Linked DNA regions of Sus scrofa: region 2 is linked to region 1. The links are chromatin contacts, called in public Hi-C maps. All regions are on one chromosome and are shown on one strand. The core of a region is the stretch at or near the end of the contact, and the rest is flanking DNA. Distances in the headings are between cores, read along the strand shown. Region 1 has its middle 69 kb from the start of NCK2. Region 2 has its middle 85 kb from the start of NCK2.

The links. A called contact is a pair of places that touch in the nucleus more often than the background predicts.
Region 2: a Hi-C map of retroperitoneal adipose tissue shows a contact between it and region 1, with 1.7 times the contacts expected there. A contact is called at or near these places in 7 of 47 Hi-C or Micro-C datasets (fetal skeletal muscle, heart right ventricle, liver and 2 more) and 1 of 2 datasets of targeted methods (skeletal muscle).

Annotation. Positions count from the first base shown.
Region 1 is chr3:49,038,408-49,042,924 of Sscrofa11.1, reverse strand. No RefSeq gene overlaps it. Among named protein-coding and RNA genes, the nearest start is that of NCK2, 69 kb to the left of the region's middle.
Region 2 is chr3:49,192,053-49,196,084 of Sscrofa11.1, reverse strand. It overlaps a transcript of NCK2 not described here. Among named protein-coding and RNA genes, the nearest start is that of NCK2, 85 kb to the right of the region's middle.

The sequences.
Region 1 (4,517 bases), core at 1,510-4,009:
AGCCTCGCGCAGGAATGCACTTACTCCAGGGAGACCCTCGACGCTGAGCAGACCAGCAATTACTCATTTTCCTTTGAATTCATTTCTGTGATGGAAACACAAAAAGTGACTTCAAGAAGGAAAACCGCTGCCTGGAAAAATCTGGCAAGTTTTCTCGCAAGAACTGAATCGCTCTTTTGTTTCCTGAGCTGCAATATGAGATTGTCAGCTGAAACTGACTCTCTGCTGCGTTAGCACAGCGACAGCCCTGCTTCGAGACCAAGGAGGCTGTGCCTCCGGCAGTGGCCCTGCCCTTGCACGGGACACGGAGGAGAAGGGGAAGCAGGCCCCCCAAGGGCGGGGCACTGCCAGCTCAGGATGATGGAGGAGATTCGAAGAGAACAGGGTTCTTCAACAGATGTTGTGTCCAGCATGAATCAGCATCAGTTTTCAGGAAGATTAAAAAAACAAAAAGGAGGGAGATCCCATTGTGGCCCAGCAGAAACACATTTGACTAGTGTCCATGAGGATGTGGGTTTGATTCCTAGCCTCGCTCAGTGGGTTAAGGATCTGGCATTGCTGTGAGCTGTGGTGTAGGTCACAAACATGGCTCGGATCCCTCATTGCTGTGGCTGTGGTGTAGGCTGGCGGCTACAGCTCCAATTCTACCCCTAGCCTGGGAACCTCCATACATCGCAGGTTTGGCCTTAAAAAAAACAAGAAAAGAAAGAAAGAAAGAAAGAAAGAAAGAAAGAAAGAAAGAAAGAAAGAAAGAAAAAGAAAGAAAGAAAGAAAGAAAAATGAATTCAATCAATGAAGCTGGGCCTTTTTTTTAAAATCCAAATCAACCAGTTTGGTCCATATGTACAGATCCAGAAGGAGCTTGTCTTTCTGGCCTACACTTAACCTGGCACAGCAAACCTGCTCTGTTTAATAAATGATTGTTAAGTGATGGTGAAACCCAGACGGAGCTAAGAGTAAGAAAATCATGGGGTGGGAGTTCCTGTCTGATTAGGAACCATGAGGTTGTGGGTTCAATCCCTGGCCTCACTCAGTGGGTTAAGGATCTGGCATTGCCGTGAGCTGTGGTGTAGGTTGCCGACATGGCTCAGATCTGGCGTTGCTGTGGCTGTGGTGTAGACCGGCGGCTACAGATCCATTTCAACCTCTAGCCTGGGAACCTCCATATGCCGTGGGTGCAGCCCTATAAAAGACAAAAAAAAAAGAAAAGAAAAGAAAATTGTGGGGTGGACAGGCCAGCCTATCACCTATCAGTGGCATTTGTTTTTTTGAAAAAATGGTCCGTGTGTGGGACCCTGAGCTTGGAAGCCAGTGGCAGCAGCTGTAAGCTTCGCTGTAACCTGATGAGTATTCCTGAGGGAACACAGTGTAGTTGGGGGTGAGGGGGTCAGGACTGGGGTGGAAGGTCACAGCAGCCAGTGTTAGCAAAATGGATTGAAGAAAACGATCTTCTTGGACCCCTTCCAGCCAAACCAGCCTGGCCTGCGGGGAGCTCCCTGCAACCAGCCACAGAGACGTTTGTCCTCCATACCGGGAGGACCAGAACCCAGATATGAAATAATATGAATGATTATTGACTAAGGTCTACAGTTTGTTTTTTTTTGGGTTTTTTTTTGTTGTTGTTTGTTTTTTTTTATGGCCACACCCGAGCATATGGAGGTTCCCAGGCTAGGGGTAGAATTGGAGCTGTATCTGCCAGCCTATACCACAGCCACAGCAACGTCAGATCTGAGCCATGTCTGCAACCTACACCACAGCTCACGGCAACTCCAGACCCTTAACCCACTGAGCAAGGCCAGGGATCAAACCTGCGTCCTCATGGATGCTAGTCAGATTCATTTCCTCTGAGCCACGACAGGAACTCCATTATTGACTAAGGTCCTTAATCCAACACTCTGCAAATCTTAAAGCTGTCTGTTGGAAGTGGATTATACTTTTCTGCAGAGTTTCAACAAATGAGGCGTTGACAGAGGCTCTCTCTGTGGCCCCAGGACCTTCCTGGAGGCAGCCACCGTCCCTGGCTGGCCAGAGAGGTGGAGGGGAGCAGGCAGCTGAGGCCCTCAACCACTGCCTTATCTTTCCATCAAACACTCTTACTTTCCATATGAAAGGTAGTTATTTCTGTGGGGAGTCTGGCTCTTAAACCACATCCAGCAGTTTATCATTCCCTTTCTTCTTCAAGTATGCGGTTGGGGCGTTGGCCCCTGCTTAGCAAGGACTGAATTTTGTGTCACATCGAGGTCTGAATCCTCCGGGTGAGCTCAGGGACCTCGGGTGAACAGGACTTTCTCCAGGGTCTGCTCCTTGTTGTCACCTCAAGGAATTACAGAGGTTCTTGTCTCAGGGAGGGAGGCTTGCTCAGTAGAAGGGGCTCAGATAAGAGACCCAGCCTGCGCCGCTGGAGGGAGAAGCCTGTGGCTTCCCCAAAGGAGGGCACTGGACCAAAACCGACATCCTTTTTTTTTTTTTCCAGCTGCACCTGCAGCACATGGAAGTTCCAGGGCCAGGGACTGAATCCAAGCCAGATCCTTCACACGCACCACAGCGGGAACTCCCAGCACCTCCATCCTTGAGACTTCACCCCAAATTGCCACCTCCCTCTCCCCAGAGAGTTTACAGCCCTGAAGAGCATGTGGCCAAGAAAGCGGGCCTGGGCTTTTCCCCTCTGAAAGAGGAGGAAAGATAAAAGCACTCAGGGCTGAGCTGGCCTCATTCGCCCCCGCCCTCCTTCCTGCCACCTCGAGCTGGCATGGTGCCTTCCGTGGCCCTGATGTTCCCACAGACCCCAGCAATCTGATGATGTCACTGGGGAGTGTGTGCTCTGAAAGCTTCCGTCTCTCAAGTTCCTTGGGAATGTCCCTGGAAAGCGAGACCAAGGTCACACACCCTTAAGAAAACGGCACCAACAAGGCTGTGGATCCCGGAAGCCAGAAAGCAAACATGCAGAGCAGCAGGTACAAGACCCTGTGGCCAGCGCACGGGGTTCAGGAAGCTGCAGAGGAGCAAGAAGGGTTTTTCCGCACACCGGTTTGTTCAAAGGGAAATCGGGAAACCCTGAGCTGTGGGCTTTGACTGGAGGCTCCAAGGGTGTCACGTCCCAGAGCTGCCAGCAGTGCCTTGTCCTTATGCTCAAGATGGTGGTGATACAGACAAGGGGCAGAAGGACAAACAGGTTTACCAGGTGACAGCAGAAATCCTGAAGTCACTCCTTATTCCCTGGACTTGGAGACCAGGAGGGTGCCTGGCAGGAGTAGCAATGGTGGCAGGGTGGGGGTGGGGATGGCAGGTGTTCATTATTATAGAACGTTGACAGAATTACACCCCCACCCCCAGCCAGGCCACCGCTGGGACTCAGGACACAATGAGGGCAGTGCCAGACCCCAGCAGGTAGCCTTGACCTCACAGTCAGGACAAGAGGTCAGGAATCATGTGCCTCTAGTCTGGGTAGAAGGAGTATCTTGGGGATAGAAGCTGACAGCACTTGTGAGGCTGGTAGGACACCAGCTGGGGTCTCCGGCCCTACAGGGGTGGAGGACAGAGAGGTGGTGATTCCAGGCTGGGGCCTGGTCCCCGGTTTGGGCGCGGATGTGGAGGGACACCGGGCCTCCTGCCTCTACATCTGCGGGCAGAGAGACACTCTCGGACCCATCCGGTTTAACAATTCCAGACGAATTCAGGAGCCGTCGATCCATAAGCAGGAACTAAGGGAAAATTAGAGATTCCAGGGTAGTGTTTAAATTGTTCGGTAAGTTGTGCAAAGTAATCAACATCTCGCCTGGGGCCCCGCCAGGCCTGCCTCACCTCTAAAGCCTCCGGCTGGAAGCTGGACTCTGCCCTTTGGGAAACCAGTGCTGCTGTGAGTGGCAGGTGGCGTCCTCAGGGCCAAGTACCTCCGGGGTGCTGGCTGGGCATATGGATGGCCCATCAATCTCACACCTCACGCCGACATGGGGGTGAAGGACACCTGAAGGCACAGGGTCAGAGCAGAGAGATCAGAGTCCCCCCGGGTTGTGTGGGTCTCCCGGCCCATGGCTGGACCCCCACCGCAAGCACTTGAAGGCGAGCTTTTCAGAAACCAGAGGGTTTTCCCTGATGACGTTCGAGAAATGAAATAAGCCTGGGCTTCATTTCTGGGAAAAAAAAAAAAATCTTTTTAAGACAATGAGAAAGGACAGCATACTTTAAAAATAATGTTTTATTTTAAATATGAGTGTGTCTGAAATGTGAAAAGTTACAAAGGCCACTCAGAAATGACTTGACAGTTCAAAAATTAAGTAGCTAGAGATGCAAATGTGATGTTTTAAAATGCCCTTGGATCTCAGCATTCTTGGAATCAACTCAGATCAAATCTAGCCTGCATCAGATTTTCCTCCTGAAATCAATCTTCTGCATCTTGAACCGAAAAGCAGAGGCTTTAGGAGTTCTCAGGAAATGAAAGCTAAGTGATTAAGTGCAAATCTTAGTAATACATCTGCTCCTCTCAACCAGTTTCTTGTATGTGAAAAAAAAAATTTTTT
Region 2 (4,032 bases), core at 740-3,239, 150 kb before region 1:
AAGAAGAATCAGGCCGAAGAGCTTTGCTGGAACTGTGGAGGGGGGGAGAGCAGTGGACCATGTTTGGGAAAGCTGGTAAAGGGAACTTTTTTTCACCAATGAACTGGAAACTCCCCACCTCTCAACTCTGAGGCTTACGAAATTGGTTTTCCCATCTGGACGCATTGCAAATGGCGCTTCCGCGTTGTTTCTCTTTCCTAAAGTGAGTGATAGAAACCCTTCAAGTGGCATGTTTTCAAAGGCTAAGAATGATATTGTAATGATAACGTTCAATGCTTGAGTTAAGGCCACTTCAAGGAGGTCAGAACAGCCTTTTAGTGGTTTCAAGCGTATGTAGACAAAACCTTTTATTTCTTTAGGCTAGTTCAGTAACAGTTTTAAAAATTGGATTATTTTTTTCTTTGACTGCTTTTCACATTGGAGGTATCCCAAAGGATGTCTATTTCTGAAGGTATCATCAACATTAGCGGTCAAACCCTCCCCCTCCAACACACACACACACACACACACACACACACACACACACACACATTTGTCACAGTCCATCCTGTGCTTTCTTGGTATTCCTTTCTGTACCCAGATGCCCAGCAAATACTGATGGAACACAGGAATACTGAGTTCTGAGCCTGTCATGTTATTGAGGCTGGGGGGTTGAACTAAGCTGTAAATTCTGAGATCTCCAGAATACTCGTTCCCCTCTCTGCTCATAACCTTGGAGACATGGCCAAAGATTTTGTTCCTGGCACCTCCAGATGTTGGTAGCATCTGGTCTGGTGGCCTCTTTATTTGGTCAGTTCTCTGCCAGATGAATCTTTGGAGTCCTAAAGCTAAACCTAAAAAAAAAAAAAAAAAAGAAAGAAAACAAAAAGCAAACTCAACAGCGTAACTTCCTGGTGGGTTGACTGAATATCTTACTTTTTCAGTAGGTTGTCGGTCTCTCCAGGTTAACCTGAACTGGAAACTCTGGATTATCCTTGCCTGGGAATCCAGTCATTTAGAGCTAACTTCTTATCCCATTTGTATTTTTTAATCTTTTTAAGAAAAGAAGTTTCAGGTACACTCAATTGAAATACTGCAATTTTCCCTTTTGAGATAGTTTTGGAAAGTGAGAGGGTTTTGCTGGTCAGGGGGTAAATAAAGATCTGAAATGCCCAAGTCAGAGAAAAAGGATAGATACGAATATCTATCTTGAATGGTAGTTTATAGTTTATCAGTTGCTTTCCGAGCAGCCACCCTATTTAATATTAAAATAATGTGATGAAGGAGTTCCCACTGTTGCTCAGTGGGTTAAGGATCTGGCAGTGTCTCTGTGGCAGCAAGGGTTTGATCCCTGGCTGGGTGCAGTGGGTTCAGGATCCTGCGTGGCCACAGCTGTGGCTCCAATTCAGTCCCTGTCCTGGGAACTTCCATATGCTGTGGGAGTGGCCAGAAAAGAAAAATAAAATAATGTGATGAAATGGTCTCTGGCCCTTAGGTCTGTGTGAGAAGACTGGAACCCAGAAACAGTGTGAGGGAGACAGGGCCCCTTCCCTGTCCAGCAGGAGCAGACACCCCTGGAAGGTGCTGGATGTGGGTGGGAGGCTGCAGACCTGCTGGCAGTGCACAGGCTGAGGGTGTGGGCCTCGTGGGCGCCCCCACCCCACTGTGGAGGAGCAGGGTCAGCATCTGAGGTGACCCCGGAGATGGCTCCCTTCCTGGCTTCAGTGTCTGAGCCCCGTCACGCTGGAGGTCTCTGCCAGTTGAAAGGCAGTTGTTCTGTTGGGTGCGCATGTCTGATTGGGCTGTGCTAACAGATTCCACAGACTGGGCGGAAAAGGGAAGCTTATTTCTCGAAGGTCTGGAGGCTGGAAAGTGCAGATCCAGGTGCTGGCAGGTTGGGTTCTCGGTGAGTCTCTAGTCCTGGCCTCGAAGGCTGCCTTCCTGCTGTGTCCTCACAGGCTCAGATGCCCTCGTCGGACTTGAATCTCCGCAAAGACTCCAGCTCCAGACAGTCACGTGGGGGTTAGGGCTTCGGCGTGTGAGTGCTGGGGGCACTTCCGTTCATAACAGTGTGTAACTGTTCAAAACCAGGCTGATGATTTTTAGGACATCCTGTGGCTTCCTTCACCCTGATCTGGATCTGGTGTTTGATCCTTTTGGGGTCCAGGGATGACAGCTCAGTGTTCCCCACCAAACTTGGACGAGGGGGAGGCAGGTGCTGCGGTCCAGATGCTTCAGAGTTGAGGGGACCCATTAGGAGAGAAGCAGTCTTGCCCAGTTCTGCTCAGCCGGTGTTGGCTCAGCTGCAGTACAGTTTGGGGATCAGGATCAAGATAAAATATGACATCTGCGGAACGTCTTGGATTTCGTATGAAAATGAGAGTGTTTCCTGGCCGTGGACAGAGCTGGGGGCAGGGAGCATCTGCTGGGGCTGCTGCTGTGACCCCAGGGGGTGGGGGACCAGGCTCCCCTTGATGGGTGTGGCCGGGTTGGTGAGTCCAGCCCTTGGGCTGCCTGTGTTTCTCTGGCCTAGGCTGGTTTGAGCTGTTCCAGGTGTGACCACAGCCCTCCAGCTGCAAACCTGTCCGTTCACGACTCAGTCATTCAGGTGAATCATCAACCTCCTGATGGTCATTTCCACCAAAAATGCCCCGAATGTCACCACCTGTCAGCCCCTCCCCCAAACTTGCTTGCCTTCTGGTTAATGTCTGTGTCCTCAACCCACTAGTCACCCTGGACTCTCCCTCACCTCCCAAATCCCAGGTCATATTGTGTTTCCTCCAAGAGATCTCTTATATCCGAGCCCTGCTGTCCTTCTGTCCTGTGTCACATGGACTGGCAAACTGCCTTTCTGACCACACCTGCCTGCCCATCCTGCTCCCTGGTGGTCAGGCCTGGTCATGGTCAGTGTCCAAGTCCAGTGTGACCTGCGTGGGCCTGCACCCTGGGGCTGCTCGCTGCTTCCCCAACCTCTATATATGGCCCTTCCCCAGTACCCAGAGCCACTGCTGTCACCTATGGCTACACGCCAAGTGGCAGCCTGTTACTGGTGACAACAGAGTCCCTTCATTTATCATTAGCTTTTTTTTTTTTTTTTTTTTTTTTTTGGTCTTTTTAGGGCCACATTCTTGCCATATAAAAGTTTCCAGGCTAGGGGTCTAATCAGAGCTACAGCTGTCGACTTACACCACAACAACAGCAACGCAGGATCCGAGCCATGTCTGCGATCTACACCCGAGCTCACGGCAACGCTGGATCTTTAACCCACTGAGCAGGGGCAGGGGTTGAACCTGTGCCCTCATGGATGCTAGTTGGGATCGTTACTGCTGAGTTACAACGGGGACTCCTCGTCAGCTTATTTTTTAGAGACTTCTATACTTTGGGGTGGATTCAGCGTTACCCTTGTCATAAAAGCATCATAACACACATACAGCTTTGTACCCCAGGACTGTGCCTGAGGCTTACGGAAGGAGAAGAGGCTGGTGCGGAAAATACTGTGTGTTTTAGTGTGGAGCGTGTCTTGCAGACACCCCTTGAAGAGATTGTCAGGAGCAGTGCTGTTCCTCTGAAATAGAACGCGAGCCGCAGATTGGGTTTTAAAGGTCTAGTAGCCACATTAGAGACATCAAAAACAAAAACAAACAAGAAGTGAAAATTTCCCAATATATTCTTTTACCCAGTAGAGCAAAAGTATTTTCATTTCCACGTATTCAACATGCAGCCTTATTAATGAGCTAATTCATATGCTTTTCTTTGCGTGACATCTTTGGAAGCTGGCATGTTTCTTACATTTGGGGGTTTGGGGGCCCATGAAGCTAGTGGCTCCATATTGGAGAGTATAGGTCTGTACTTTCATGACTTAAGCCAGTTTGAGTCTGTGTTTTCCTAAGTTGAGTTAGTTAAGAAGATATAGTGGAAACAACCTGGAATAATAATAGTGGTAATGATTATTCGTTACTGGGAAGGGTGTAATCTCTAGTGATAAGGAATACTGTAATATTTCACAGACTCTAACAATTTTAGAATGCTAAAGCCAGATTTGGTTACCTATAA